Linked DNA regions of Sus scrofa: region 1 is linked to region 2. Evidence: chromatin contacts called from public Hi-C data. All regions are on one chromosome and are shown on one strand. The core of a region is the stretch at or near the end of the contact, and the rest is flanking DNA. Distances in the headings are between cores, read along the strand shown.

The links. Hi-C and Micro-C count contacts between places; a contact is called where the count stands out from the background.
Region 1: a Hi-C map of omental adipose tissue shows a contact between it and region 2, with 3 times the contacts expected there. The contact joins two enhancer-like sites. A contact is called at or near these places in 6 of 47 Hi-C or Micro-C datasets (brain, embryonic fibroblasts, epiblast stem cells and 2 more).

The regions. Positions count from the first base shown.
Region 1 is chr15:110,643,810-110,646,966 of Sscrofa11.1, forward strand. No RefSeq gene overlaps it. Among named protein-coding and RNA genes, the nearest start is that of CREB1, 60 kb to the right of the region's middle. Within about 2 kb of position 1,667, at least 11 of the 83 cell types and tissues checked have an H3K27ac peak or open chromatin away from gene starts, as enhancers often do. A contact at or near this core is called in omental adipose tissue, where this site is marked.
Region 2 is chr15:110,469,530-110,472,414 of Sscrofa11.1, forward strand. No RefSeq gene overlaps it. Among named protein-coding and RNA genes, the nearest start is that of KLF7, 92 kb to the left of the region's middle. Within about 2 kb of position 1,587, at least 19 of the 83 cell types and tissues checked have an H3K27ac peak or open chromatin away from gene starts, as enhancers often do. A contact at or near this core is called in omental adipose tissue, where this site is marked.

The sequences.
Region 1 (3,157 bases), core at 417-2,916, 170 kb after region 2:
GGCCAGCCGTCGAACCCAAGCCACAGCAGTGATGATGCCAAATCCTTAAACACTAACCCACCAGGGAACTCCCTGCATTGCTGGTTTTCTTTTTCTTTTTTTTGGGGGGGGCTGCACCTATGGCATATGGAAGTCCCCAGGCTAGGAATTGGAGGCTCCCCCCCCCCCCCCCGCCTACACCACAGCCACAGCAACCCGGGATCCGAGCTGCATCTGCAACCTACACCACACCTTGTGGCAATGCTGGATCCTTAACCTGCTGAGTGAGGCCAGGGATCAAACCCTCATTCTCACAGACACAATACCAGGTTCTTAACCCGCTGAGCCACAACAGGAACTGCCTTGCTTTTATTTTATTTTTTATTGTAGTTGATTTACAATGTTCTGTCAATCCCCTGCATTGCTTTTAAAGTGCTCTTAGAAGCCTCTCCCCCATCCCCCAAATCAGTCACATGACTTTATAGTCACACATTTGTAACAACAGCCAAAGAAGATGGCGATGATTCACCCTCATCACGTTCACCAGATGTAAGGCCAGATGACACTTGATGATTTCTGAAAGTCAAATGTGATTTACCCTCAAAGGGCTGAGGATATTAAAAATAAGCTCTGAATGATAACTCCGAAAGAGAGGTCTCCAAAACAACATCGGTACGGCCAGACATCGCCATTGAGAATGTGGTGCCTTCAAAATCCACAGCGGTTTTCCCACGGAATAATCCCAGGCCTCCTAAGGAGGCCCACTGCTTATTTATAGTAGCTGGAAAATTGGAAACAATTTAAATCTTTAAAAATAAACATGCTTGGGTATTACCTGTCTCCACCCCACCCTACCCCTGCCTCAGACGGAAACCAACCCAGGGACAGGAACCGACTGCCCTGCCCACCCACTCTCCCCTGCTCCGCACGCCGAGCCTGGCACGTGGAGGATCCTCAGACATCTGTTGAATGTATGATGGAAGGAAGGGAGGAAGGAAAGAAGGAAGGTAGCAGGGAAGGGGGAGGGAGGGAAGAGAGGAGGAAGGGAGGGAGGGAGAGATGGAATTCCTCTTCCCTCCTAGAGCAAAACCTTTGTGTAAATATCCCATGTCCTTTGGTGTCCTTCTGCAAGGAGAACTGCTAATAATGATGAATACAAAGTGTCTTATTTCCTCGCTTATGAGGCCAGCAAATCATCTACAGAACTACCTATGGGAACGTAAGAAAACAAATAACCCCTGCCCCTCTCATCCTCTCCGCCACACTCCCACACCAGCTTCCCTCTCTCCCTCCCACCCTCAACTGTCAAAACAATCACCAGTTCCGTTTGGCAGTCATCAAGCATCCTTTTCTTGCAAGGCCGTCCAAAAAATAATGAGTATTATTACATGTCCTCCACGGCCGTGTAATCGGCTAATGCTAAAAGTGCTAAGAGAGATGGCGTTTTGCTGGTTCACATCTAAAATTTAGACAATCAACCATGAATGCCCCAGGCTGATCACATGCTGGGAGAAGCAATAATAATACGTCTGGCCAGATTTCCCTGCCAACTGGAAGGCCCAGGTTGGGGAGCAGATGTGCTGTGGAGGTGATACATTTGGTTTTCAGTGGGGAGGGTGTGTGGGTCTCATCTGTCTTCCGCACCCCTACTGGTCAGCTCAGAGCTCAGCACTAAGCCAGCTGCTTAAGGCCCTGCTCTCTGCCGTGTGCATCCTCCAGGCACGAAGAGACACGTGCCCTGAGGAGGGGAGTGCTCCGTGCCCTAGTGGCACCACCAGGCTTTGCTCACAGGCTCCTCTTTCTGATGTGGAGTAAACCCTCCCTTTCCCCACAGCCAGAATTCAGTGGCACTCGCTTAGGGGAATGTGGCAGTGTGTCCCCGCCAGGCCAGGGAGGTCCACTCCCCGCTCATACAATCAGCCTGCAGATCCGCAGCCGGCTGGAGGCCACAGATGACCAACTGCAGAATCAATAGGCCTCTGTCGCTGCCACATGAGGGAGACCCCAGCTTATCAGCAGCATCATGATAAGTACCTATTTGCCTGACATCTCCTCAATCAATAACTTTGTTATTGTTTGCATTATCTGACTATAAGTTTGGTCAATATACCCAGCTAATGGGTAACATGAGCTGGGATTGCATTTCAGTTTTTTTCAAGTTTAACTCTCTCTGCACCAGCCAGGGGTCACTGAGTGAACCTTGCCAGCTCTACTTCGCTTGTGCTGAGTTTCATTAACCTTCCAAGACATAGGCTGTCTTGAGACAAGGAAATTAATGTTGCCCAGGTCTAAACCAAATTGAATAAACCCTGCCTCTCTTTGCTATTACTTTTATTAGGTTTTCACAAGGATGGGCAGATGGGGGTGTGTGTGTGTGTCCATCCTTTCCTTAATGCGCTGGAGAGAAGAAAATCAACTTGCTAGTGTGTGGATCAAGATATACAATGCAAACCAGCTGGGTGGGAAATGTGCATGGGCCTAAACAGGTTTGAACCCCTCGACATGATTAGCCTAAGATAGATATGGTAACACCATAAAATAAATAGAATAAAAAATAAACATCCTCGAATCCTGTCACAGCTCAGCTCTGCGCGCTGCGTCAGAAGGGCCATGGCCATTGTGTGGTGAGAATTACCAGCAGATGGCCTGGCGCGTCGAGACGGCTCCAGCTGGCCCCTCGCCCTTCTCAGGACTGCACAGGGCTCTCCTGCAAGATCAGGCCCAAAAGGTTATGGCTTAAAAAAAAAAAAAAAAAGCAAAAGAAAGAAAAACCTTGTAGTAGCAACAGTGTGCAATGCACAGAATGCTTTGATTTTCTTGTCACATTAAAAATAATTTACCGGTTTCTCCAGTCCAGATTTAGTGGCAACCCCAAGTAGAGAGGGAATAAACAAATTACTCACTTACCAGAATGAGCCTGGTAGTATTCACGGCCTACTCCATCATTCTGCCTTTAGGTGCTTTTTCCTTCTTTCTTTCTTTTGATTGGTTATAATAAGCTATTCATATATAACTGCATTGGTAATGAGGTATAAATAGCTAGATCACGGGACGGTTTGTCTTTTAATACTTAACGTTAAAAGTGAGCTACAGGATTTTCCAATAGCAAACTGCTGCCTTCTAGGTCACCAACTCATGGAACCCCAGAACCAGCCGTAAGCTGGTCCGGTGTGGCCCC
Region 2 (2,885 bases), core at 337-2,836:
CTTGTCTTCAAATGCCTGATAAAGCACTTACAGTGTTCCAGGCACCCTGGTGCATTATTGTGTTTGCTTTCTCCTCCTGACCACCCTGTAGAGGTACACAGCTGGTAGTATTAGGCCCCTTCTGCAGACAGGCTAGACTCTGTGCAAGGGCTGATTGATGGAACAGTCCTAGCCCACACCATTTCCATCAGACACCCGCTACCTGGGGCATGGCACACAGTAGGTCTTTCTGCTTAGATGTCAGCCTTATCATTTACTAAGCAAATGTAGTAACAGCACAACATCAGAACTTCTGACTATTTGTGCTTCTGGTCTTGAATTGTCAAAGAGCTATTTTATGTTTAATTGTACCCATCGGCATCATTGGATCATAAAGTCCTCCTGGCCAGGGACTTGGTATGAGGAGTTTGTGTGTCCAGTTTGACAGTTTCATGTCCATTCCTTTGGGTTCTTTTTCGGGTGTGTAGGTGTGTGTGCGCACATACACACGTGTGTGTCTTGGGCTGACTGCATTGTTTCATGCCCCTCTTTGAGGGTTTTTTCTAGAAGGTTTCCTGGTGACAAACAGGACATACACAATGACAAAAGCACTTTTGCCTTAGAATGCACGATCGACTTCCTGTGGGAAACTCAGAAAGGGGAACAAACAGGGGGCCCTCTTCTCCTCCAGCACCTTCTGTCCTTGCACAATATTCTAATGCATGGCTCTACAATTTTGGGGCCCCTGGGGATCCAAGAAAGAGTCACCCTGCTTTGGGGGAGGCTTCTGTACCCAGCACACGGCACTTTAAGGCACTACATCTCTGCCAAGAATGGAAGGCGTGGCTCACTTTGTCCTCATTTGACCAGAAGGCTCGGCATGGAATGCTGCCTCGGTGCTGGTGCTCGCTGTAACTCCCGGGTGGTTGTAAATAAGCACAAGGCCTGGTTTGGCTTCTTGGCTAAACGTTTGCACAGTAACTCAAAATGGGGCAGCAGACATGAGTCAGGAGGGAGAGATAAGCTAAAGAACAGGGGCTTCTCTCAAGCCAGCGAGATGGTACTTTACCCAGAGACACTCGCCAGTCTCCAGGGACAGACTGCAAATCCTCCCCCCAACACTGCACCACCTGCTAGAGCCACTTGCAAAGCAGCTGGTAAGAGCAGCTAAGTGAGCGAGCCGCTCGTCCATACTTCACGAGGCCAGCCAGGCCCTTGCATGTTGCTAAAAGGGGCAATAAAAAGATATTAAATTTTTCTACTTTGAACACTCACAATTCAAGCCAGGGCTATATACAAGCTGAGGATGTAAAGCTCAGGGATAACACTGGCTCTGCAAGATGAGGTTCAGTGAAAATATGGAAAGATAATAGTTATTTAATTCCAGTGATCATGGTTATGTGTGCAGTAATCAGTGGATCACCAGATTTATCCTTGCCTCCCAGAGACAGGGCACCAGTAGCTGGTGGGCAGAGGGTATTAAGCCTCCATGGTATGCTTCATTTTCTCTACCGGGGATGATGAAAGGGAGGGCTTCTTCCAGGGATTATATGCCACCCTCTAAGGTGCCGAATAGACGAACAGATTCCTTCCTTTACTCATTCATTATAATCAGGGCTGCCCTGAAGCTGTGCTTCTCTAGTTTAAGTCTATCTTATTTCTGCTCCTTTTTAACTGTTATCTTAGCCCGCTTGGGCTACAACAAAGCACCAAAGACGTGGTGGCTTAAACAACAGAAACGTACTTTCTCACAGTTTTGGAGGCTGGACATCCTAGATGAAGGTGTCCACAAGGCTGGTTTCTTCCGAGGCCTCTCTTTGGCTTGTAGATGTCCACCTCCTCCCTGAGTCTCTACATGGTCTTCTCCGGGTGTGTGTCTGTGTCTTCATCCCCTCTTTTTAGAAGAACACTGGTCACAGTGGATTAGGGCCCACCCAGACGACCTCGTTGTATTTTATTTGCCCCTTTAAAGGCCTTATTTCCAAATGCCACAGCATTCTGAGGTCCTGGGTGTTAGGGCTTCAATGTATGAACTTGGGAAGGAACACAGTTCAGCCCACAGCAACAATTATGCTTTCTTTTGTATGTCTCAGGACTAAATATGCAAGTCTCTGTGTGCATAAATGTTTTTGTAAACACATATCCCACTGCTGACCCAGGAAGACTCAGGCTCTGCCCCTGCCATGTCTACACACCTACAGGCACCTCCACCCACCAAGGTGAGAATGAAAAACTCCACAGCGTTTTGGGGGTAATAACAGAAAGAAAGGGTTTTAAGTCCGCCCCACCCCACCCCAGTAGATTGTCCCCCTTGTGAAGGAGGGAAGGCAGTAAGAATAATTATGGTGGGATGGGGGTAGGGGGAGCCTATCAACTCTTTGCCCTTTATTTCTCCGCTCCTGCCAGGGGGCTCCCTCACTTAGTAGCCTGTCTCTGAGTAAAGACAGCTTCTGCCTGGCTGCCCCTTTATCAACTCTACAAACTAGCGATCTAGTTTAGTCACAGAATAAGGTTCCATTTGTTTCTAACATAAACTGGGATTCAGCATTTGACCAATCCAAGTGACAGAAAAACTCCAAGTGGCAGGTTTGTACCTGACTCTCTCCATTTTGTATTTTTCCTCCACCAGGATACTTTCAGTTCCCTTCAAGTGGTCCTGTCACTACTCAGTGACTTAAGCCGAAACTCCCTGAAGGAGCATTTTTTCCTAATTCCCAAGGCACACGTCTGTACCATCAGGACTCTCCCTGCTGGGAAAGTCCCAACCATCCACCAGTCCATTTCAAGACAGGGATGCTGAGATCTTTCAGGCAGTAAATTTTAGCCTCATAACTACAGAACGGTTAATTGGATGAGAGTAACAAAGAACTGTCCTGTGAAATTTTTAATGCTTCAAAAATTCCCAT